Regions from separate parts of the Triticum aestivum genome. Here region 2 is linked to region 1. Evidence: chromatin contacts called from public Hi-C data. All regions are on one chromosome and are shown on one strand. The core of a region is the stretch at or near the end of the contact, and the rest is flanking DNA. Distances in the headings are between cores, read along the strand shown.

Evidence for each region. A called contact is a pair of places that touch in the nucleus more often than the background predicts.
Region 2: a contact with region 1 is called in a Hi-C map of leaf, with 3 times the contacts expected there. The contact joins the promoter of LOC123085093 here to the enhancer-like site in region 1. A contact is called at or near these places in 2 of 5 Hi-C or Micro-C datasets (both in leaf).

Annotation. Positions count from the first base shown.
Region 1 is chr4A:54,604,311-54,612,115 of IWGSC CS RefSeq v2.1, forward strand. No RefSeq gene overlaps it. Among protein-coding and RNA genes, the nearest start is that of LOC123081743, 75 kb to the left of the region's middle. Within about 2 kb of position 4,306, at least 1 of the 8 cell types and tissues checked has an H3K27ac peak or open chromatin away from gene starts, as enhancers often do. A contact at or near this core is called in leaf, where this site is marked.
Region 2 is chr4A:55,347,921-55,354,878 of IWGSC CS RefSeq v2.1, forward strand. It overlaps LOC123085093 (protein DETOXIFICATION 48), which reads right to left and starts at 4,843. Exons shown (of 2, transcript XM_044506675.1): 1 at 4,358-4,843; 2 at 2,077-4,037. The coding sequence starts at 4,507. The coding sequence ends at 2,271.

The DNA.
Region 1 (7,805 bases), core at 3,056-5,555:
CAAGACTCTGACACATACATAAGACAATATTCATGCAAAAGGAATACTTGCATGAATTGTAAATAAGAGGAAAGCACACACATGCAAAGGGCTATTTGGTTTAGTTCATGAATTTGAAAAAAGAACTTGCAGATTCGATTAAAATTCACGTTTGATTATTTTTGAGGATTTGAGAAAGTTCACAAAATTGAAAAAAGTCCCTAAATTTGAAAACATCCACAAATTTGAAAGAAGTTTAGGGATTTGGAAATGTTCACAAAATTTAAAAAGGCTCATGAATTCTAGAATTCTTTGTGCTTTTTAAAGACTTAATGAATTTGAAAAACACAAGTTCATACAAAATTTAAATGAAAAGTATCGTTCAGTTGCACAAGCTAGTAAAAGACCATCAAGGTATCCGTTCCGGAAAAGAATGAATTCCCATTTTGCACAGGTTCAAAACGTTAACGAATTCAAAAAAAGTATTTGTGAAGTCAAAATAGATCACAATTTGAAGATAAATATTTTTGAGTAGGAAAAACTGTTAGTGAATCCAAAATTTATTTGTGAATTAAAAAATGTTTGCATATTTCAAAAAAGTTCATGAATTAGAAAACAACTCATGGATTTTTAAAAAGTTATGAATTTTAAAAAAATGTGGATTTGAAAATGTTTGTAAATTTGGAAAATGTTGATGAACTCCAATTTTTTAACAAGTTTGAAAAACGCTCAAGGATTTGAAAATTTTCATGAACATGGAAATTGTTCATGTACTCGAAACAAGTTCATAAATTAAAAAAAAAATCTTGTATTTTAGAAAAGTTGTAAATTGAAAAAATTCAGAAATTAGGAAAATGTTCATGGTTTGAAAAAATCAGGTATTTGGAAGAATTTCACAAAACTGAAAACGTACCCAAATTTGAAAGTAGTATTGTGATTTGGTAAATGTTCATGAAATTGAAAAAGGCTCATGATTTTAAAACTGTTTGTAGTTTTTTAAAACTCTTTACGAATTTAAAAAAAGGTTCATGGAAAATTAAAGGAAAAAGGGAAAGGCAAATAAAAGGAAAGGAAAAAAAGGAAAAATAAAAGAAGAAGAAGAACAAGAAAAGCAGAAGAAAAGACCAGACAATAACCAAAAGAAAATACAGAGAAAAAACCACAAAAGCTAGAACAAAACTCAGGAAAAAAATTCCAAGGAAACGGAACCTGAGTAATCAACGAGAATCTACTAGAACAATCCCAAAACTAGTGAGGGGAAAAAGAGAAACATGGGTTGGCTCAATAGAACCGACAAAGAGTTATGTGTTAGCCTTGCATACGAAAACAGCTATAATTGGTGCTATAGGCGGCGAATAATATTTCACTTTGTCAAGAACTACTAACCAATGCTTATGGCGCCAGCAAACGTGTTGGCGTTCGCGTGTCTCTATGGCCGGCCGCAGCGTAAATAGCACTCTGGTCGGTCGCTCAGTGGTTGGTTGGTTTGATTGCCATTTTTTACAGCATCTCCATCCTTTAGTTCCACAAGCTAGTAAAAAGACCAGCAAGCTATTGGTTCAAAAAACAAATCCAAATTTTAGTTTTCTATAGATTACAAAGTAATAAATTAATTTTTCCACATGTTTTAAAAAATTACATGAATTTGAAAAACAAATGTTGATGAACAAACATAAATTGCAAGTTTGGGAAAATATATTTGTGAATACAAAAAATATTCGTGAATTAGGAAAAATATTCGCAAACAACAAAAAATGTTCTCCAATCGAAAAATGGTTCGTAAATTTGAAAAATGTTCACCGGTTTTAAAAGTGCACATATTTACAAAATTGTTCACAAATTTCAATCTACGTCATGGATTACAAAAAGTTCACAAATTTGAAAAAGAAAATCCTCGATATGATAATTTGCATGATCTGGAAAACATTCATGAACTCCAATTTCTTAATGAATTTGAAAAACATTCAGGGATTTGAAAAGTTGTGAATTTTGTAAAAATGCTCATGAACTCAAAAAGATCATAAATTAAAAAACATGGATTTGGTAGAAATACCCCAAATAAAAAAGTTCATGAATTCAGAAAAAGTTGATGACCTTATAAAATATTCACAATTTGGAAGAAGAATCGAGGATTTGAAAAAGTTCACAAAGTTATGAAAAGTTTCCAAATTTGAGAAACATGCACAAAGTTGAAAGACGTCCGACGATTAGGAAAATGTTTACAAAATTAAAGTTTATGATTTTGAAAACAATCATGAAAAATTAAAATGAAAAAGAGAAGAAGGAAATGAAAGAGGAAAATTATACAAAAAAAGAAATAAATATAAAAAATCAGAGAATAACCGAAAGAAAATACAAGGAAAAAGGGAGCAAAACAGTCAAAAAACCCAAAAAACTGAACCCGAATGACCACATAGAAACTTTGTTTCTTTGAGGGAAACCACAAAGAATCTTCTAGAACAAGAACAAAACCCCAGAAGAAAAAAAACTAAAAGCTGGGCTGGTCCATTAGAACTGACGAAGAGTCGTGTGTGGATGTTCAGAGAGCAACTAGTTGAGGAGCGCTCCTTCAGGAGCCTCCCAACGAGGGGGTGGACTGAAAGCATGCCACTTGGCGCGCTCTCAACCGCCGTCACATGTCGCACTCTGTGCGCTCTTTTTGAATTTTTCCTGCACGCGTTTTCGACTATTTAGATGGGTTTTTTGGTTTTTTTGGCATTTTGGTTTTCCACCGGTCTCCCATAGCTTTTGTACCAAAGAAATTCCTTTTTTTATATTTTACATGAAAAAACGTGGTTTTGTTTTCTTCTTTCATGAGAGGCGTGAAAAGAAACAAGTTTTCTCTTTTTTTTCCTTCTGCCAGAGGCACAGTTTTGCTTCCGCGAGAGGCACGACCGTGCCTCTTGGAAACAAAAGAAAACATGTTTTCTTTTTTTTCTTCTTCTATGAGTGGCACGATTCTGCTTTCGAGAGAGGCACTGTTGTGCCTCTCAGAAACGGAAAAAATGTGTGTTTTTTTGCTATCGTGAGAGGCACGACCGTGTCTCTCGGAAACGAAAAAAAGACGTGTTTTTTTCGTGAGAGGCACGGTTTTGCTTCCGCGAGAGGCACGGTTGTGCTTCTGCGTCGTGCCACTCGGAAACGAAAAAAGACGTCCTTTTTTTCCTTTCATGAGAGGCATGGTTTTGGTTCCGCGAGAGGCACGACCGTGCCTCTTGAAAACGAAAAAAAACATATTATGTGTTTTTTACCTTCCGTGAGAGGCGCGGCCGTGCCTATCGGAAAAAAAAACGTGTTTTTATTTTTTTTCTTTCGTGAGAGGCATGGTTTTTTTTAAAAAAAAGTTCATCAAATCCAATCAACATGGCATCTAATTTTGAAGATCTCGGTACGGTTTGAGATTTGGACGCACGGTTTAGAAGACAAAACATTTTGAATAAACGGATCTATGGAAAAAGTTAAAATTCCCAAGTTGCGACAAGCAACATGCAGCGTAACACTTGTCACAACATGAGAAAAATGAAAATGATCTTTGAAATGAGTACTTTTAATTAGCGATTTCGGTACGAAAATGGCTATAACTGATGCTTTAAGCGGCAAATGATTTGCCATCTACCCAACAAAGCCTAAGGAGAAATGCCTTTAATGGGCTATAAACTTTCCAGTGTGTTTTTTTAAGCAAGAACCCGGGCTAGTAGGGCTTTGAACGGGTATTCTGATACGGGCCAAGGAACCAAGACGTGCTAACGGGCCATTTACCATATACTTCTCTTGTTTGTCTAAAAAAAACTGTTTCTCTTGTCTAAAAAAATGGTTTCCCAGTCGTGTCTGTTTCCCTAATAAAAAAAATAAAAAAATCGCAGCGTGCTTCGTTCCCCAGTGCGTCTCGTTCATACCTCTCCTGTCGGCCCGTGCCTATCCATGTACTCTCTCCGTCCGGAAATACTTGTCATCAAAATGAACAAAAAAGGATATATCTAGAACTAAAATACGTCTAGATACATTTTTTTATCCATTTTGATGACAAATATTTCCGGACGGAGGGAGTAGTACTTTATAGTAATCTAAATGCTTTTATATTTGTTTAAGAAGGGAATACATGAAAATGAACTGCGCGAGTGCACGTGATAGATATATGTCATCATCTTCATCACTGGGGACGTGAAATATACGTGTACGTACAGCATGTCAAAAAAGAAGATATGTGTACCTGTAACGCGGCCGGTTCAGGGGTGCTGCAAAGGAAGACCCGGCGACGCACGCCACACGACCAACGCACGACAAGACGTTCACACTTGTGTTGTGTGACACCAAAGTTGGGAATGTAAAAAGAAAAGACACCAAAGCTGGGAGCGTTCAACACTGGCTCGAAGCCGAGTGGGCTAGTGTGGTGCATCGCAGGTGCGCGCGTCAGCGCGTGTGTGCACGCAGATCTGAACGAGGCGGCGGTTGCGCCCGCAGCTCCTCCCGAGTCGGCGCAGCGCTCAGCTCAGCCGATATGACCACGGGAGTACGCCGCGCGACGTACGCAACGACGGCGCCGCCGGCGACCCGGCTCTCTAACTCTCTCTCCGGCTCGCCAATCGCAACGTGCTCCGGCGTCCGGCCTGCGTGACAGCCACGGCCGGTAACATGTATGTGACGCGCTCGACGTGCGTGCGTGCGTCTGGCTGTCGCCCTCCCATCCATCCAGCCCCGCCGCGGGTGGGTGGATCGGTCAAGATGCTGGCTGGCTGGTGGTTGCGTTGCTTGCCGGGACGGTGCGCTCCCCTGGCGCCGTGCTGTGCCCGCACGGTTCTCCTCGCCTCGCCTCGCCTCGGCGCGCGACGTTGCGCGCCCACGCACCATGCATGCGTGCGCTCGGCGAGATCTTCTTCTCCGTACGTCTCGCGCCCGGACCCGGCCAAATACTCACCCCGTCTCACGGGCGGCATCCATGTCAGCGTCGCACTGTCGCGCCCGCGATCGCGCGCTTCACTTCCGCGATCTCCGAGATCCGCATAGGTCCCTTCAGTGACATCAGTGCTGCACAGGATCGAGTACCGCCGGCCGGTCGCTTTCGGAGCATGTCTCCTCGGACGCATGGAGAACAGTCAGTGCGGCACGTCTTGACCCCGGGCAACCGTCGCAGCGCTGTCCGGGGCCGCGTCGAGCCACTGTCGGCCGGCTCGCTGACGCCGACTCGCGCGCACCCAAACCCCTGCCGGCCGGTCAGCGGCGACGTGGTTGGCCGATCCACACCTCGACGGCCGGAAAAGCGAGCAGACTACTCTCGCGCTTTTGCGTCCGCCTCCTGTCACCGGCTCGCCATTGCCATCTGCCTATCTTGATCTCTCCCGGTGAGTGGACTGGTCCAAGGACTAGTTTGAAACGGCCACTATTGCTTGCTCCATTGGCCGGGTCGGTTGCAATGAGAGATCCTTTTCTCCCATTGGCGGTGCATGCATGGTCTAGCTTGTGGGACTCGGTCACCTACTATGTCCATGGATCAACCACCGTTCCCTCTTGCTCTCACCTTTCTGCATTCGGCTTTGACCAACCTCTTAGACCATAAGAGAACGTAAAGTGCATTGTGCAAAACATATCGCGACCGATGATTCCCGATGGAATGTAGGTGCGGTGCTCGTCTGCTCGACGTCTGACGACCGGTCAAATACCTGGAGCATGCTCAATAGGTTCGAGCTCTAGATCTGTCCGGTGTTTGTTACTATCCGATGATGACGAGTGTGCAATATTGACCATGCACATGCAGATCACAATGCCCGTTAGTTTTTGAACATTCACGGCACATCTAGTCGTGCAATACTGGTAAAGCTCCTTTTCACGCCATGCATGCGTGATTTACCAAAGTACATCCCTTGCTGAAGATTTCTTTCTGAGAAAACCCACACGTACGGGACAGTAATCAATTTCCAAGCTAGTACTAGGCCCCAAACCAAATAGTATAGTACATCTATCTATTAGGCTATTGTACAAACAGGTCTCGGGCGGATCTGACTCAGACTCAACTTTGATCCATTCAGGAACTGGAACGAGTATATATATTAAGTCATGAGGTGCACAAAGAATCTTTATTGACACGCATAATACTTTACTTGCATTAGAAAAGTAGAGTATGATTAACAACACGCATAACAACTCAAAATCGATTGTTACATGCTGGGAAGCTTCAAAAAACTCATAATTAAACTGATCCTATAATCTTTTTTGCCCTGATAGCTTTGGGAACTTGAACCAACTTTGTTGCATGAATCTTATCGTGGCGACCGACTGTATCGTTGTGCCTCAGTCTTTCCCTCACTCCCACACGACAGGATATCATATTATTACGGGTGCAATGATGGATTAGTACAAGATCTAGCTAGGCGCCCTACAATGCAGGTCCTTTAAGCTGTACTTTGCCCTAACAAAAAATGCACTACGTCAGATAATAAACACAAAAATTCTTCAAAGTAGGCTATTTCACTTTGTGTGTTACAATTTTCTGCACAGAAATGGTGGGCGTGTCGCTCACTCATTACACAGGCAAGCATTTTTTTTAGAAAAGGAGGCATAACCTCCGGCCTCTGCATCACATTGATGCACACAACCATTTTATTAAAAATTAAAGAGGTCTAAAAGTCTCCTCAAACATTCTCAAAATATCATAAAGAAACCAATGCCACACGCGGCCAAAACAAAAAAGCCACAACCGGCTAAAATAGCTTAAGCTGCCTACACACCTAACCTATTACTGGACCGCCATCCATATCGGTTGTAAGTATCCCGTGCAACCGTTTCCCATCGGTTGCACCCAATAGCCATGTGCGCCCTGTGGTCCGTATGGCTCAGCAAGGACCACGTACGGATCCATGTAGACGCTCTGAAGATGACCTGCAAAAAATTAGTACTACCTCCGTTTCAGTTTACAAGTCCTGCGCCTATATCCAGGTTGCCAATTTTATCACCCTAATATAAACTATATAACACAAAAATTATATCTTTTGAAAGTAGAAACTCCGAAGTTTATGTTGGTATATTTTTTGTAATATATGACTTGTATTAGGTTGGTCAAATTGACGATCTAGGAGTACGCGCACGCCCTGTAAACTGAGAGAGAGGTAGTAATGTGTTGTCTGTTAAAAGCCATGTCATTCCGACAATTCCATACTCCCTCCTTTCCGGTTTATAAGGCTCAATTCAAAATTCTCACCAACCAAGATAGATGGTGGGTGGTGGAATACTTTTTGTAGTTTGCAAAAGCACCCAATTAATGCTCTTGTTTTCCTCAAAAGAGTATGTTTACCAATGCATTAATTGCAATGCATGCATGCATAAATTACATGCATTGGTCAATTTTCTCTTGGTACTCCACTTGCATGCAATGATTTAATGCACCTTGGAATCTGAACATGTGATGGAAAACAATCAAATTGAGCCTTATGAAATGGAAAAACTAAAATTTTGAGATAAGCCCTATAAACCGGAAAGGAGGGAGTATAGCCCAAAGCAATGCACATGCTCCGACTCTGATTTGTGCTGTTGTTTGAGGTCTCACCCCGTTCAGCCAGTTATGAAAGAATTGTGATATTGAAGTTGGCGGATTGACATTAAAAGCCACATGAATAGTTCTCCAGAGTAACCTAGCAAGCGGGCATTTGATAAACAAATGTTCAATTATTTTGTTTTGATCACAAAAGCAACAACGGGAACTCCCTACCCAATTACGTTTGGCTAGGTTATCTTTGGTTAAAATGACACCTTTATGAACAAACCACATAAACACTTTTGTTTTCAACGGCACTTTAATCCTCCAAATATGGCCCGACCTTGGGATGTCTTCGCTA
Region 2 (6,958 bases), core at 3,593-6,092, 740 kb after region 1:
AGTTAGGGATTGGACGAGTGTTTATCAAAATCAATATACATTGACTTCACTGAGAACACCCCTGACACCGGAAGTCTTAGTATAGTGTATCTGGCTCATCCAATAAATTAATTTCCATTAACCTACGCACGAGATGTAGCCATCTATTCCATCCTTCACCCACTAGTGATCTTCTGAACTGAATGTTCAAGGGAACCGATCCTAGAATTGTACTGACGAAAACTTCTTTCTGTTGTACAATATTGTAAAGAGTATGATACTGAATGGCCAGTGGTGTGTCCCCTAGCTATGTATCACCAGTTCGTGGATAGGTACAATGTCCATTTTACGCAGGGACGGATCTAGTGGGGGTGGCATGGCCTCCAAAATTGTAAAATAAATTTTACTATCAGTCTTGCTAAGTCTCAGTAGACTGAAACTTAACGAAGTCTCAGTCAATGCTATATCCGTGAGATTTTACATTGAGATTCATGCAAAAAAATTCTTTTAATTTTCTTTTTTCTTTTTTTCATGTTATGCCACTTGATTGAGACTTGATTAAATCTCAGTCGACTAAGACCTAGCAGCACCCTTTTACTATATATGAACCACTAAATATCTATGAAGTTGATGCTATTTTAAAACTATTTGTTGAGATTATGATGATATTTAGCGTAAATTTTAAACCGTAGCACCCCAATGTTGAGATTGTAGCTCCCCCACGGATTTTACGGCCGAGTAGAAAGTGTGCACGGGCGAGTTAACTCGCCTACGGAGACCGGCCGAGAAGCAGGCATGCGGCAGCGAGAGGGATACACGCGAGAGACATCATGGATAGACTTGACTTACGCCATGCGCGCGCTCATGGAAAACGTCTCGTCGATCGGGCACGGCGAATAGCAGCCGGACCCCGGTAATTGGCGATGCTGATTGAGCCCCGTCAACCGTCAAGGAATCTATCTTTATCTTCTGCTGCTTCTGCTGTGCCTGCCTCCCTGCCTCCCTGCCTTTGCCGTGTCCGTGGCCAGGACAGCGGGCGCTGAAATCCATGGTACACCATGCACTTGATGAGTGGTGGCACTGGCCGTGACCCGTTGTATTTTTCCCGCTTTTCTCCTTTTGGGAAAGATTTTCTGGTCCGGGGTCATGGTGACTGGCTTAGCTGCTTAAGAAAAAGCGCAATTGTACAAATGGGAATGGAATGTGGGGAGCTCGGTGATGAGGATTGGCCTTCACAAGGCATGCATTTTCTGCCGATTCTTTATTGGTACCACAGAAAAATCTTTTCGATTCTAGTAGTATTAATTAAAGCTCACAAACTGAACGTATAAAGAGTTCACAAAAACCACACGATTACAAAATGCAAACCCGAAACAAGAAAGAGGAAGTGGTCGTGAGCAATCCACTGATGCGCAAAAGGGCCTTTTCCATATCCGAGTAGTATCACACCGGGTGCTGCCATAAACCCCCACGCTTTATTCGAAGTTTGTACGGTGACAGGGCCAAATATTTGCCGTAAGATCCTTTTAGGAAAAAAAAGGGTGATCTGGGAGGGGAAACAGAGGCATGCATGCAGCAGCAGCAGCAGCAGCAGGCATCGTTCCTTTCCTTTGCGCTGCGCCACAAAGTTTATTCTTCGCAAAATCGCAAGACACCAGGGGCAGCTTTCTCGGCGAGTGCTTTGTAGATATCGGGGGATCGTACTACGATCTTTATCAAAAGGAAGGAAACGCACAAAAAGGAGCGGCAAATGAGTTGGAGGTGGGAGCGGGCGGTGTGCGTGGAAATGGCAGCAGCGGGGCGCCACCATTGGCCCCGCACGCTTGCATCCACTCGGGGAACAGCGCTACAGCATCAACTCGTCTCAAATCATCAGGCCACCAACAGTGGCATACGTACCAGTACCTCCACGCCCGTGGTGGATGGCTGCGTGCGCACACACGTGGGAGGCACTTTTCAACTCTCATCATCCATTGATAATGTGCACTCTCGTGAATATATAAATATAAAAATATATATATTGGACCTCTTATGGTGTGGCTAGTATTTACAGAAGGCTTCCAGGAGTACCAATCTGGGGCAATGATAAGCAAGAAAAGGTGAAAATAAGAAGGCCAATATACATAATCATTTCCTCCTCAATACTCTCTCTCTCTCTCTCTCTCTCTCCCTCTCGCTCGCTCTTTATCAAAACCTCGCCACCGAAAAAGAGGATGGCGCGGAGATGGATCAAGTCAATAGCAACAGCCTAGAGTTATCAAAACCCAGAACCAATCCATGGGGCGACCACCCTAGACCTGGCCGCCCCCACGGCCATCGCCGTCGCCATCGTGCTCGTGCGCCTCCTCCCCCTCCTCCTCCACGTCCCCCACTCTGATGAGCGGGGCCCGCTCCGAGACGCACTGCTCCTTTCCTTCCTCCGCCGTACAAACAGCGCCGCTGCCGCTGAAGCTGCTGCTCTCCCTGTCCCTATCCACCGCATTCGTGTCGCCATTGCTGCCGCCGATGCTGCTGGAGCTGGCCATGGGCATGAGCCCTTCCTCCAGCTTCTGTAGCGCGTCGTCGTTGCCGCTCTCGCTGATCGGCACGTAGCCGTTCTTGTTCTTGCTTCCACCGGCATTGCTGCCGGTAGCAGTTGCCGCTGTTTTGGTGCTAGCGGCAGCACTGCCGCTTGATGTGTTGGCGTTGCATTCGGAGCTGTTGGAGCTGGTAGTGGGTTTCGTCAGCTCCTTGGCGCGCGCCACCTCGACGTCCCAGTCAGTGGCGGCCACGGCGCGCGCCATCCACACCGCGCAGGCGGCCTGCGCCGCCAGGAGGCCGAGCCACAGCCCGGCGAAGCCAAGGCGCGCGCCGAAGGCCAGCGCCAGCCCCACCGGCATGCCGACGAGGTAGAAGGAGGCCAGGTTGATGCGAGCGCCGCTGGCGGGCTGCGCGCTCCCGCGGAGCACCCCGCACCCGGCGGTCTGCGGGAAGTTGCCGAGCTCGCACAGCCCCGCGATTGGGAGCGCCACCGCGGTGAGCCGCAGGATTTCCGAGTCCGACGTGAACATGCGGCCCCAGTGGTTGCGGACGGATATCATGAAGGTGGAAGCGACGGCGCCAATGACGAGGCCGATGAAGAGCGCAGCGCCAGCGGCGCGGCGGGCGCCTCCCGGGCGACCCGCGCCGAGCTGGTGGCTGACGCGCGTGGACGCGCCCTGGCCGAGCGAAGACGGGAACACGTAGACGAGCGACGTGGCCTGGATGAGGATTCCCATGGAGGCCACGGTGGCGCGCGGGTTGGGCAGAAGCCCAGACAGCACGATCATGAGCTCGTACCACCACCACTCGAGGCAGACCGCCGTGGCAGTGGGAACGGCGAGACGGAGCATCGCCCCCCAGCCGCGGAGGCAGTCGGAGGTCGGACCCACCCACGAGTCCCTGTGGGCCCCCGAGATGGCGAGGAAGCACAGGAGCGCCAGGAGCAGGTTGAGGTCGGTGAGCGCGACGGCGAGCGCGACGCCGGCGACGCCCATGCGTAGGCGCACCACGAGGAGGTAGTTGATTGGCCCGTGGAGCAGCACAGAGAAGAGAGAGCACGCGGTGATCGGCAGCGTGAGGTTCTGCGACCGGAGGTACACCCGCAGCGGGTGCAGGACGGCCAGCACCGCCAGGTCGGCGGACGCATACGCCGCGAACGTCTGCGCGGCGCTGGCCACGCCCTCGTCCTGGCCGAGCAGCTTGAGTATGTGGCCCGTGGAGGTGATCCACAGGAGGGAGATGGGCAGCGCCACCGCGAGGAGCAGCAGCACGGTTCGGTGGAGCGCGAGCGCCAGAAGCTTGCCACGGCGCGCGCCGAAGGCCTGGCCGCAGAGGGGCTCCATGCCGAGCGCCAGCCCGGAGAGCACGGAGTAGCCCGTGATGTTAGCGAAGCCCAGCGCGAGCGAGCCGCCGGCGAGCGCCAGCTCCCCCAGCTGGCCGAGGAAGAGCATGGAGATGAAGCTGCGCGAGTACATGACGAGCCCCGTCACCGCCATGGGCACCGACAGCCGCCCGATCGCCCGCGCCTCGCCGGCCACCTGGTGCCATCCGTACACACGAGCACACGTAAGTCGATCAGCTCAGAAAAGCAAACTAGCTCGAGGAGCTTTCCTTTTCCTCCCGGCCGGTTGCTGTTACCGGCCAGGCAGTAAATAAACATTAAGCAGCTAGCTAGGCAGCGACCTTTCACGTACTGTAGCTAGCTAGCAGCTGAATGTCTACCCTGCTTGTACGTGTGCATGCCATGCCAGTATGAAATTTACCGGCCGGGGCACATGCAGATGCAGGTGGAGGAAGCTGGAGATTATAGAATGTGCGCATCTACACGTAGAGCACGCACGCGCGCGCGCGCGTATACCTTGGAGAGCGCCAGTGCGCGGGCGCGGTGGTGGCTGTCGTCGTCGTCCTCCTCGTGGTGGTCACCCACGGGGTGGAGCAGGTGGGAGGAATTCTTGAAGCAAGTGAGGGGCGGCGGCGAGGGGGGCGGGCTGGCGCCGGTGTTGCACATGATGGCTCAAGGCCGGCTGGAAAGTGCTTCTTCCCGGCCGGCGGTGCGCCGCGCGCGCGTCTGGCTGGCGCGATCTTTCCACTGTTGGAGGAGATGTTAGCCGCTGGCTGCTGTCCAGCGCTGATTGGTGGGCGGTACAAGCTACAAGTACATTTGACTCGTTAGCTTACCACCCAGCTTTCTCTGCTTCTCTCTCTCTCCCCCCGTGGGATTGGTGCTTGCTGGTCCGGCCTTTTGGTCTCCTGGGCAGAGGTGAGGCTGGCTGGTGAGTGGCGAGTGATGAGGAGGAGGCGCTCTCTTTGCTGCCTGCTTCGGGTCGCAATGTGGGAGGGGGGGCTGGGCTGGCCCGTATATATACACGCGCGCGCGCGCGGTGGCGGGGGAAGGCGCGCACGTACGTGTCCCAATTCGCGCGCGGGGCCGGGCCGGGCCGGACCGATTTCCATCATGGAACGAACGAATGAATGAACACGAATGGAATATGTATTATTATTTTCTTCCGGGCCGGAGGAATGGAGTGAAGTTGGCTCGGCATATATGCGCCTGTCTCGGAATTCCCCTATCCCTTCGCCCGCCGAATGGCATAATCTCGCACGCCTCATCTGTCGGAAAATCGGACCCAACAACCTCGCCTCCCTCCCCGCCCCGCCCCGCCCCTGACAGCGAAGTCGTCGACGCAGATTACTTACCCCGTTGCTTTTGCCCTCCCCCGGTAATTATCTACTACTGTGTCACGCAAGCGGCCCGGTGACGGGTGAATAATCGGTGGCTCGCTGCCGAACTGTAGTATACGTAGAGTAGGGTTTGGGATGGGTCGATCCCAGGCGTCTCCGCTTGACCTACACGGTTAGCTTGCGCCGCGCGGTTATTCTCGACGGGTTACTTCTTTTCCGTACCCACTTCAACTTTTTCACTTTCGCTAGCTACCCATGACGTCGTATGTATATACAGAGCCATCAGCCATGCATGCTGCCGAATTTTGGATCGCGTCCATGAGCTAGCTAGCTAGCTAGGCACCATTTTCACCCACGAAGTCTGAACCAACCAAGTTTACTGCATCGAGTTCTTCACCGCACCAGAATGTGAGTTGTGAGAATGACACCATTAGCTGAGGGGGCTAGCTAGGGCGATAAGAACCGATCAATCGGGTCGCTGTGCATGCGCGCCTGTCCGTGCGCGCTTAATGGCGCTACACGTTGAGGCCAGCCAGAAGCAGAAGCGCAGAGGCTCTCTCATGCCAATGCCATGCATATATCTGCCCTGCACTTGCCCTGTCTGCCTGTCTCTCTGCATTGTTCACCGCTACTTGCGCACAGCGATCGACCGATCGATCGGCCACTGGCGCTGGTGGCATGCCGGTGGTCCCTGCGAGTGAACGAAATGAAAAAGAATAATTGTTCCCTTTTCAGAGTGGCAGCTAGCATTTGATCCTCGCTCCTGGCCTGGGGCATGCAGATGCAGTGCAGGATTTTGCAATCTAGCGAGACGATTCGTCGGAATTAAGCCGGTCGGTGTCTGTGCGGCGAAGCCCATGCATGTGGCCCGGTTATTCGCCGCTCTCTTCCTCTGTACCCACTTTGGCTCCTCCGCCGTCCTCCGTTGGTTACTGATAAAATCGCTGCCATTTGAGTCTGAACATGGCAATAGTACGAAGCAGTGACCTTTCATTCTAGTACATTCCTACCAAAAGCTGTATGGCCTGTGTCTTGCAATACGTTCCTTTCATTCCACCGCAGCCCAGCCCCAGAGCATCCTCGACGCTCTGTGCGTGGACTCTGCATTCGCTTCCTTCGCTGCTGCACGATGATGGCAATGCTACTGAATTTGTGCCTTCCGCAACTTGACGCACCATCCCTGTCAGCCAGGTGGCCTCCATTGCGGACGATCAAGAAGCATCCTCTAATTGACGCTCCATTTTGATGGCTAGCGTGTAACGTTCGTTCCAGTGCCTGTCTACACTTTAGCCCCAGCAGCTTATCTGTGTACGGCTGCTTTTAGCCGCTTTGTTTGCTTTTTATTTTTTGCGGGTGAAAACATGTATTACTCATCTCAAAGGTTCGTACAGTCGATCGTAGCTAACTCCATAGCAACCGATTGGCCTGGCCCAACCTAGATCATAGTCCTGCCCTCAGAACGAGCAAACTTCACTATACTATCACTAACCATATTCTGGCTATAACTTACATGAATAATACAAGATTTACATAGAGACATAAGATATTTGATCTCCTTGATGCGAGATGTGTAGACTGATCTATCCACCTCTTTTGCTTGGATCAACTTAAATGCAACAGGAGAATCCATCTCGATCTCGATGGGTAATTCGCTTCTCTGGATGGTAAAAGACATACCCTCCGTACATGCACACAATTCAGCTTCCAATGCTTGTCGACATGAAAAAAGTTGCCTACATGAAGAGAAAATGACAGTTCCCTTTTCATCTCTTAAAAC